Linked DNA regions of Rattus norvegicus: region 1 is linked to region 2. The links are chromatin contacts, called in public Hi-C maps. All regions are on one chromosome and are shown on one strand. Each heading gives the region's core, a stretch centred on a gene start, on an enhancer-like site or on the middle of the called end of the contact. The rest is flanking DNA. Distances are from core to core; before and after follow the strand shown. Region 1 holds the start of Hspb1 (heat shock protein family B (small) member 1). Region 2 holds the start of Prkrip1 (PRKR interacting protein 1).

Region 1 (4,784 bases), core at 349-2,848, 320 kb after region 2:
AAAGAGCATTCAGATTGACAGAGAGGGAGGGCTGGTGACGGCTACTGGGGATGGGTAGCAAGCTGAAGGCTTCTACTTGGCTCCAGACTGTTCCGACTCTGGGCCTCCAATTTGGGCACGGGCCTCGAAAGTGACCGGAATGGTGATCTCCGCTGATTGTGTGACTGCTTTGGGCAGCGGAGCCTCCACGGTGAGTGTGCCCTCAGGGGACAGGGAAGAGGACACCAGGGTGGGGTCCACACCTGGAGGGAGCCTAGAGGAGCAGAAACAAAGGACAAGGGTTACACATCCCTCCTGACCCCGCCCTCCGCCCAGGGTCCGCTCCCCCACCCCCCAGCTCTCCATGCAAGGAACCAGAACTCACGTGTATTTCCGGGTGAAGCACCGAGAGATGTAGCCATGTTCATCCTGCCTTTCTTCGTGCTTGCCTGTGGGTGGGGACAGAAGGAGGTCAGAGGCAGCCCTCTGCAGTCCTAGCTAAGGAATGGCTGGGGCCCCAAGGAGGCAAACAAATTAAGAGTGTGGTGGGATGCCTGACTGTCTGGGATCTTAAAACTTTCCAGAAAGTTCGCTTCTGAGATTTGGGATGCAAAGGTCCCGGACCTGGGCTTGGCTCTGACCCAGGCTTGGATGCCAGCGTAGGCATACTCGAAGCTGTGCGCACGCCCCCACCGCGGCTGGGTCTAGGGACCCTGACTGGAGTCCTGCCACTTGCTTATTTGGGGATGAGGTCTTCCAGAAGGTGCCTTGGGTCTTCCTTCATTTTGTTTCTGTGCTGCGGGTGGTCAAGGCCTCAAGGCCTCCGGGCTTGCCAGGCAAGACTCTGCCCTGAGCTACACCCCCAGCTGTTGGTCCTTATCATCGAAGATGACAGAGCTTTTAGGAGCAAACCTGCACCCCGCGTTCCGGGGCAAGAGAAGCAGGCTAGGGAGAATGACGCGGGTCTCCGGGTCCCTGAGCTCATTTCTAACTTTTCAGGGTCCTGTCCCTCATGGTTTCAGCACCCACCCCCACCCCCCACCTCCACTGCCACCACGTTACTCGCTCGCCCCACCAGCTTCGTCCCCTCTTGGGATAAGGGAAACTCACCAGTGATCTCCACCACGCCTTCCTTGGTCTTAACTGTGAGCTCCTCAGGAGCGAAGTGGTTGACGTCCAGGGACACGCGCCAGCGATCGGCCGTCTGTCGGATCTCTGAGACACCGCTGCTGAGTTGCCGGTTGAGCGCCCGGCTGAAGGCGGGCGCGGCCAGGGTCACTGCTGCGGGGCCCTCGGCGGTCGCGGCGGGCAGAGGGCGCACATAGCCGGGCCAACCAGCGGAGCTGAACCACTGAGACCACTCATCGGGAAACCGAGGCACCCCGAAAGCTTGATCGAAGAGGCGGCTGTGGGCAGGGTACCAGTCCCGGAACGGCTCCCAGCTGGGGCTCCGCAGTAGCGAGAAGGGCACGCGGCGCTCGGTCATGGTCTTGGCTGAGCTGGTCAGGGCTGAGGATCTAGAAGCACTGGGCTGAGGATCCGAGAAGTGCCGAGCTGGAGCCCCAACTGTGCTTTTATGGGTGTCCAGCCGGGTATTTTTAGCAGGCGGTGCTTCAGGTCTCTATTAATGGCAATGACCGTCTAAGGGGCCGTCCCTCGCCGCCCCTCCCCTCTGCATTCCTCCCCCTAAGCTTACGAAGGGGGCGGGCAGGCAGGGCCAGGAAGGTTCTGCCCCCATCTGGAAACTTCTCTAGTTGAAGAAAACAAATGACTGTAATACCGGTAGCTGGAGCAGTTCCCACTGTCGCTTAGAACGCTGCAGTCTGAAGGGCGGTGGCCTGGGGCCAGTCCCATCGTTTGTGGAGAATAAACCAGGAGGGGTACGGTCTTTTGTGTCGCAATTAGGAAGCAACTGAACCTGGTCTGAGCCAGAAGGAGGCCTGTGGGGACACACTTGTCAGGGCACACCTGTGGAGGTCTCTGGATGACCAGCCAGACTAGCTGTCTTCTACCATGTGTCTCTTTGGGGACCAAAGGCTTGGTGGCAGGCGCCTTCGTCCACTAAATATCTTACTGACCCTGAGACTTCTTTTTCTCTTCCTTCCCTCCTTCCTTTCTCTCTTTCTTTGAGACAGGGTTTTTCTTTTTTGTTTTAATGCTTTTTTAAACATTATTTTTTGTGTATCAGCGTTTTGCCTGCTTGTACGTCTGTGTGAGAGTGTCAGATCTTGGAGCTACAGAGAGTGTCAGATCTCGGAGTGCCCTGCGGGTGCTAGAATTTGAACCTGGGTACTAGGAAGAGCAGTCAGTCCCCCTAATCGCTGAGCCATCTCTCGGGAGACATCAAGCCTGGTGCCTGCAAACTGGATGGGCAGTGAACCCCCTAGCATCCTCCTGTTTCTGCAACTGCCCCACCCCTCCAGCCTAGCGCTAGGATTAGGATCTTTTTTCAAAACAGGATTTTTCTGTGTAGTCCTGGTTGTCTTAGAACTCATTAGACTAGGCTGGCCTGGATCTCACAGATCGGCCTGCCGTTTCCTCTGGGAGAGTTGGGATTAAAGGCTAGAGGCATCACATGGTAGCCACCTCCAGCTTTTATATGGATTGCTTTGTGGTCCATACAAAAGAAACTAGGGTTAAAGGTCACCTGTGATGTCTATTAGCATACCAATGAGCACTGGCCTCTGGGCTCACTGGGCAACTGAAATACTACTCTTAGCTCTTCTCAGCCCTTCTCACCCTGCCCCTTACTCATAAACGTCTCCAGTTCTTGGGGCTCCCCTCCCCCAGCTTCTCACGACTGTATGTGCTCTCTTGGTCCTCTCTCCCTCATCCCCCTCTCTTGGTCTTTTTTGCCCCATCTCTCTTTGCTGGCATCTGTCCCTCTCCCAATCTCTCTTCTCTCCTGTCCACACACACCCAATCTGCTGGCCATATGCAGTTCAGTTTCTCTGCTCTGGATTCTTCCAGACGCCTCTGACTGTATGCTCTCATATCCACCGTAAAAACTTTCCCCTTAACCACACCTCAGAGCAGCCATGTCCTCAGTTGTAGACCCAAAACTCAGCCCCCAAGTTCGCACAGCCACCTCTTTATCCACTTTGGGATTTTTCAAGTCCCCCATTTGTCTTTTTGTTTTTTTTGTTTTGTTTTTTTTTTTTTCTTTTCTTTTTTTCGGACCTGGGGACCGAACCCAGGGCCTTGTGCTTGCTAGGCAAGCGCTCTACCACTGAGCTAAATCCCCAACCCTTTGTTTGGGTTTTTTGTTTGTTGAGAATATGGTCTCATGTAGCCCTGAGTAGTCTGGAATTCTCTATGTAGCCAAGAACGACCTTAATTCCTGATCCTCCTGTTTGTACCTCTGAAGCGCTGGGATCATAGTGTCTGCCACCACATACAGCAGGAATGTCACATTAAACAGCCTGGTGGCCTCACTGGGAGGGTCAGGTCAGCTCCCAGACCACCAGACGGCTTGAGTTTCCACTGGTTCTGTGGAGGGGCGGGGGAGTCTGTAAAAGCTACATTCTCCGTTCTTTACTCTCTCTTGCAAGATGGGGATGACAAGGACGCGAATGCTGATGTCATCGGGCAGACATGAGAGTCAGTGACATCATATAAGTGAAGATATAGCCCAGGGCCTCTGAGTCATAGTTAATTATTGGTTATTTGTTATCCACCATGGCTCAACCATCAGTAGGGTTCAGTCATCCCTATCCCTCAGGGGGTGGACCTGACAAACCAGGCTGCTTTCAAAGTTGTAGCAACCCTGCTGCCTATGTTTCTCAGGACTGGGAAATAGGCCACGCCCCAGCCCCTCATTAGGGGATTCAAGGCAGGGCCTCTACCACTGAACCACGCCCCCAGCCCCTCACTGGGGGATTCTAGGCAGGGGCTCTACCACTGAGCCACGCCCCCAGCCCCTCACTGGGGGATTCTAGGTAGGTGCTCTACACTGAGCCACGCCCCCAGCCCCTCCCTGGGGTATTCTAGGCAGGGGCTCTACCACTGAGCCACACCCCCAGCCCCTCACTGGGGATTCTAGGCAGGGGCTCTACCACTGAGCCACGCCCCCAGCCCCTCACTGGGGGATTCTAGGTAGGTGCTCTACACTGAGCCACGCCCCCAGCCCCTCACTGGGGGATTCTAGGCAGGGGCTCTACCACTGAGTCACGCCCCCATCCCCTCACCATGGGATTCTAGACCAGCATTATACTGCTGAGCTCTATCATCATTGGTTATTTTACTTTTTTAAAAAAGAGATTTATTTATTTTATGTATATGAGTACACTGTAGCTGTCTTCAGACACACCAGAAGAGAGCATCGGATCCCATTACAGATGGTTGTGAGCCACTATGTGGTTACTGGGATTTGAACTCAGGACCTTTGGAAGAGCAGCCAGTGCTCTTAGCCACTGAGCTACCTCTCCAGCCCTGGTCATTTAACTTTTTAAAGAAGTTCTTTAATTTTATTATTATTATTAATTGTTATTGTTTATGAGTGTGGGGGATGGGCTTGGGGGAGGTATGGGCGCCATCGCACATATGTGGAAGCCAAGGTGATCATTTTGTGGATCTGGTTCTCTCTCCTTCCTTCTTTATGGCTCTGGGAAATGGAATGTAGGTTGTCAGGCATTATGTGTGTGAATGTTTTGCCTGCGTGTATGTATGTGTGCGTGTAAGTGTATTGAGGAGGCCAGAAGAAGGCTTCAGGTCCCCCGGAACTGGGTTTCAGATGGTTAGGTTGGTGGAAACCAAACCTTGGACCTCTTAACTGTCAGCCATCTCTCCAGCCCCTGCAGCAAGTG
Region 2 (4,369 bases), core at 953-3,452:
CAACGTCAAATCTGGCTTCTGCCTTGAGAAGGCACCACATAAACAGCCCTTCCAGCATCTCATCCCATCCACCATGACTTTGCCATGACTCACATCCTCGAAGATCTGGGGACAGAGCACTGGGTTTGAGTCTGTGTAATCAGGAATGAAGGAGGAGGAGGAGGAGGAAGGGCGGAAGGGGAGGGGGAGGAGGAGGGGAGAAGTAGGAAGAGGAGGAGGAGGGGGAAGGAGGAGGAACCTAACAGCCATAGAAGCCACCAAATGCACATACCATGTCCGTTGAGCAATTGCGATTATGGCTGTTTGCAGAAATTGGGTGCTGGAAAGGGTTGTTAAGGAGTTGCAGCTTCTAGAAGGTGATTTGGCATAGGACTTAAATAAACATGCTTTTACTCAGAATAAGATGTTATTATAGGGATTGGACCCTGGAACCTGTACGTGCTGAGTAAGCATGTTCATGGGAAGTGATGCCCCAACCCCTCACTGGTGGATTCTAGGTAAGTCTCTACCACTGAGCCACGCCCCCAGCCCCTCACTGGGGATTCTAGGCAGGGGCTCTACCACTGAGCCACGCCCCCAGCCCGTCACTGGTGGATTCTAGGCAGGGGGCTCTACCACTGAGCCACGCCCCCAGCTCCTCCCTGGTGGATTCTAGGCAGGGACTCTACCACTGAGCACATTCAGCAAGCCCTCAGTTGCTTTTACCCTGGCATGTTTTGAGACAGAACATCACTATGTAGTCTTGGCTTCCTGAAATTTGATATGCAGACCCGACTGGCCTTGAACTCATAGAGATCTGCTGGCTTCTGCCACCTGAGTGCTGGGATTAAAGGTACCTGGCGTCACAACTGCTGGTGCCCTTAATTTTTTTCAGACAGGGACTTTCGAATAGCCCCAGCTTCCTTTGACATCTCTGTCCCTCTGCCTCCCAAGCACTAAGATTACTGGCCTGTGCTACTGTACTCAGTTGAATATTCTTTCTTCTTCTTTTTTATTGTCGTTTCTTTTGGTATTGGTAAATATTAGAACACAGGCTTGTGCCTTTAGGCCATCTCCCATAGCCTGAGTCAGGAGTGCCTCCCAGCAACTCTCTCTGGGGCAGAGTTCGGAATCAACAGTAGTGTGATTTGGCAGCTCTCAATCTATGGCATCTTGCTCTTCTGTGTTTTTCGTCATGTTCACTGTGCTGAACTGAACCCCATGGTAAGAAACTTTGTGCTGCCTCTGAAAAATTACCAAAAAAGACCCTTCCTTGTTCTGGAAATTCGGTCACTATGTCTTTTGACTCTCTCTCCCAGTTTTACTGAAGCGCCTCTCCAGGTTCTAGAGGGAAGCCTCTTGCTGCCTTTAAGGCCCTATCATGTTCAGAGCTCCATATATTGTACTATTTCTGTCTAACGTTGTCCCTCTCATCTCCAGGTTCAGGTCAGCTTTGAGGCCCCTTTCATTCTATTAATGTTATCTTCTTTATCTTCTTTTTTTTTTTTTTTTTTGAGACAGGCTTTCCCTGTGTAGCCCTGGCTGTCCCGGAACTTGCTCTGTAGACCAGGCTGGCCTCAAACTCAGAGAGCCACCTGCCTCTACTTCCCTAAAAGCTGAGATTACAGGCCTGCACCACCACTGCCGCTCTTAGCATCTTTTATTATAGGGAGCTACTCCAGTTCCTCACACACAGTCAACACTCCACCACCAAACTGCGAAACTCTTGTAAAAAAAAAAAAAAAAAAAAAAAAAAAAAAAAAAAAAAAAACAAAGGAAAGGAAAGGAAGGAAGGAAGGAAGAATGGAAGGGTGGGAAGAAGGGGGTTGAAAAAGAAGAGAAAAGAAAAAAGAAAAGAGACAAGATAAGACAAAGCCCAAGAGGGAAGCGAAACTGGAGGGTAGAGAGCTTTCAGCAAATTGCACGGAGTCCTTGGGGACCTGAGAGGTCGCATGGGGCCAGCCCACTCATCAAGAAAGACCGTCTCTTCCCCTCCGGATGTGAGAATCTGGCAGCCCTGATTTGTTTTGAAACAGGAAATGAAATTAAGGTGCTGTGATCAAAATAAACTACCCTGACCTCGCGCTCATGAATATTCAGCAAGCTGTTTAGGCTAGCGGTACCGCCTCTTACTTCCGGAGAGAGAGTGCGCAAGCGCCGCGGGAGCACACCTCCCTCCCCCTTCTGGCGCGCTCTTTTGTCGTCATCATGACGCGTGGCCGTCGGAAAGCGTTCGGGAAGAGAGAGGAAAGCTGATATGGCGAGTCCCGCTGCCACTTCTGTTAGACCGCCCAGGCCCAAGAAAGAGCCGCAGACCCTCGTCATCCCCAAGAATGCAGCCGAGGAGCAGAAGCTCAAGCTAGAGCGGCTCATGAAGAACCCGGTAAGTGGGAGTGGGCTCTGCGGCCCGGCCGAGGCCCATCCCCTTCATCCCGCCGCCAGACTGGGGAACGCTGTACTCAGTACCCCTAAAGCAGACCTGGGGTGAAGAAATCTGTCCTGCAGAGGGAGCTTTTGTCCTACAGCGCAGCTGCATGGAGGCGCTGTCCAGTCCTCCACACCCTCCTTTTTCTTAATTTTCTGTTTATGGTATTGTGCCTTCTATGCTTCTTACTGAATCGGCTCTGTAGTATAGGCAGAACTCATCACATCTGGGGTTCTCCTGCCTTATCTTCCCAACTAGTTGGGATAACAGCTCTGCGCTACTATTCAGTCACAGTCCTTTATACTTTAATATGAACCAAAGCGTTAGGAGCTGGGCATGGTGGCGCACACCTGCGGTCCCAGCACTCTGGTGGCTGACACCAGAAGTTTGCTACGAATTTGAGGCAAGCGTGTTCTACCTAGTGAGTTTCAGATCATCTAGACAATGAGGCCTAGCTCAGAAACCAACAAAAAACAGAATCGATGGCTTAACAAAAGTGTTCAACTTCTTCAAATAGCACCCCTTATTAAAAAGGCATTGGACGCCAAATTTGGACCACATCACTCTTTACCTCTCAACTGGGCCTCATAAAAACAGCTCATATCTTTGACTATAAGAGGTTGGCTTTCCTCTCAGTGACGTAGATTCCAGACTTGTGTAGCACAGGAGAACTCTGGCCCACGTAAGACCCCATGGTAAGGGGTTGGGGATTTAGCTCAGCGGTAGAGCACTTGCCTAGCAAGCGCAAGGCCCTGGGTTCGGTCCCCAGCTCCGAAAAAAAAAGAAAAAAAAAATCGATGGTATACAGGATGAAGTAAGGCCAGGGCAGCAGAACATTCAGTCAGCTCCAGATTTGAGAAGCATGCTCATTTGAGTTAGTCATAAGAGATGTAGCTTCCGGGTTGGGGATTTAGCTCAGTGGTAGAACGCTTGCCTAGCAAGCGCAAGGCCCTGGGTTCAGTACCCATCTCCAAAAAAAAAAAAAAAAAGAGATGTAGCTTCCTCAGCAAATGTTTATAGATGCTTTCCTGTTTAATTAATTGTTCCAGGACAAAGCAGTTCCAATTCCAGAGAAAATGAATGAATGGGCTCCTCGACCTCCTCCAGAATTTGTCCGAGATGTCATGGGTAATGTCTCTTATGGGTGTGTGTGGAGGGAGTATAATTTTTAAAGGGAAATATAAAACACTATTGTCTTTGCTTGCCAACTAGATCTTTGATAGGAAAAATATTGTCTTTACAGTGAGGGAGTGCTGTGTTTTATGATTTGTCACTAGATAATGGTTTCCCACTAATTCTTTTGGTTTGGTTTGGTTTCTCATGGTTAAACCATTTCTATTCTGAGGCTAAAAAGCTGGTAAAGGGCTACATGATCAGACAAACAGACCAGTCAGGGAAGATCTACCAGGCCCCCTCTATGCTAAAGGTGTTTGTATTTTTTTTTTTTTTTTTTTTTGAGGTAGGGTCTGACTGTGTGGACCAGGCTGTTCTTGAACTCATACTCCTCATGCCTCTGCCTCCTAAGTGCTGGCACCAGACGCTTTCACCACTGTCCTAGTTAGGGTTACCGCTGTGATGAAACACCATGTCCAAAAGCAACTTGGGGAGGAAAGGGCTTATACTTCCATATCATAGTCCATCAGTGGAGGAAGTCAAGACAGGAACCTGGAAGCAGGAGCTGATGCAGAGGCCATGGTGGGTGTTCTTACTGGCGTGGTCGGCCTGCTTTCTTATAGAACCCAGGACCACCAGCCCAGCCATGGCACTACCCACAATGGTCTGGACTCTCCCCCACAATCACTAATTAAGAAAATGCTCTATAGGTAGAATCTTCTGGAGGCATTTTCTCAATCAAGGTTCCCACCTTTGACTTTAGCTTGTGTCAAGTTGACATAAAACTAGCCAGCAGAACCATTGTACCTGATTTTCTCATTCTTTGAAATGACAAATTATGCTTTTTAAAGA

The links. A called contact is a pair of places that touch in the nucleus more often than the background predicts.
Region 1: a Hi-C map of mammary epithelial cells shows a contact between it and region 2, with 2.4 times the contacts expected there. The contact joins the promoter of Hspb1 here to the promoter of Prkrip1 in region 2. A contact is called at or near these places in 4 of 12 Hi-C or Micro-C datasets (the A7r5 cell line, Schwann cells, frontal cortex and 1 more).

Annotation. Positions count from the first base shown.
Region 1 is chr12:26,430,703-26,435,486 of GRCr8, forward strand. It overlaps Hspb1 (heat shock protein family B (small) member 1), which reads right to left and starts at 1,599. Exons shown (of 3, transcript NM_031970.4): 1 at 1,090-1,599; 2 at 365-428; 3 at 1-253. The coding sequence starts at 1,465. The coding sequence ends at 73.
Region 2 is chr12:26,105,220-26,109,588 of GRCr8, forward strand. Prkrip1 (PRKR interacting protein 1) reads left to right here and starts at 2,203. Exons shown (of 6, transcript NM_001098793.1): 1 at 2,203-2,362; 2 at 3,454-3,532. The coding sequence starts at 2,237. It overlaps LOC134481276 (a long non-coding RNA gene), which reads right to left and starts at 2,165. Exons shown (of 3, transcript XR_010056737.1): 1 at 2,059-2,165; 2 at 272-349; 3 at 1-105.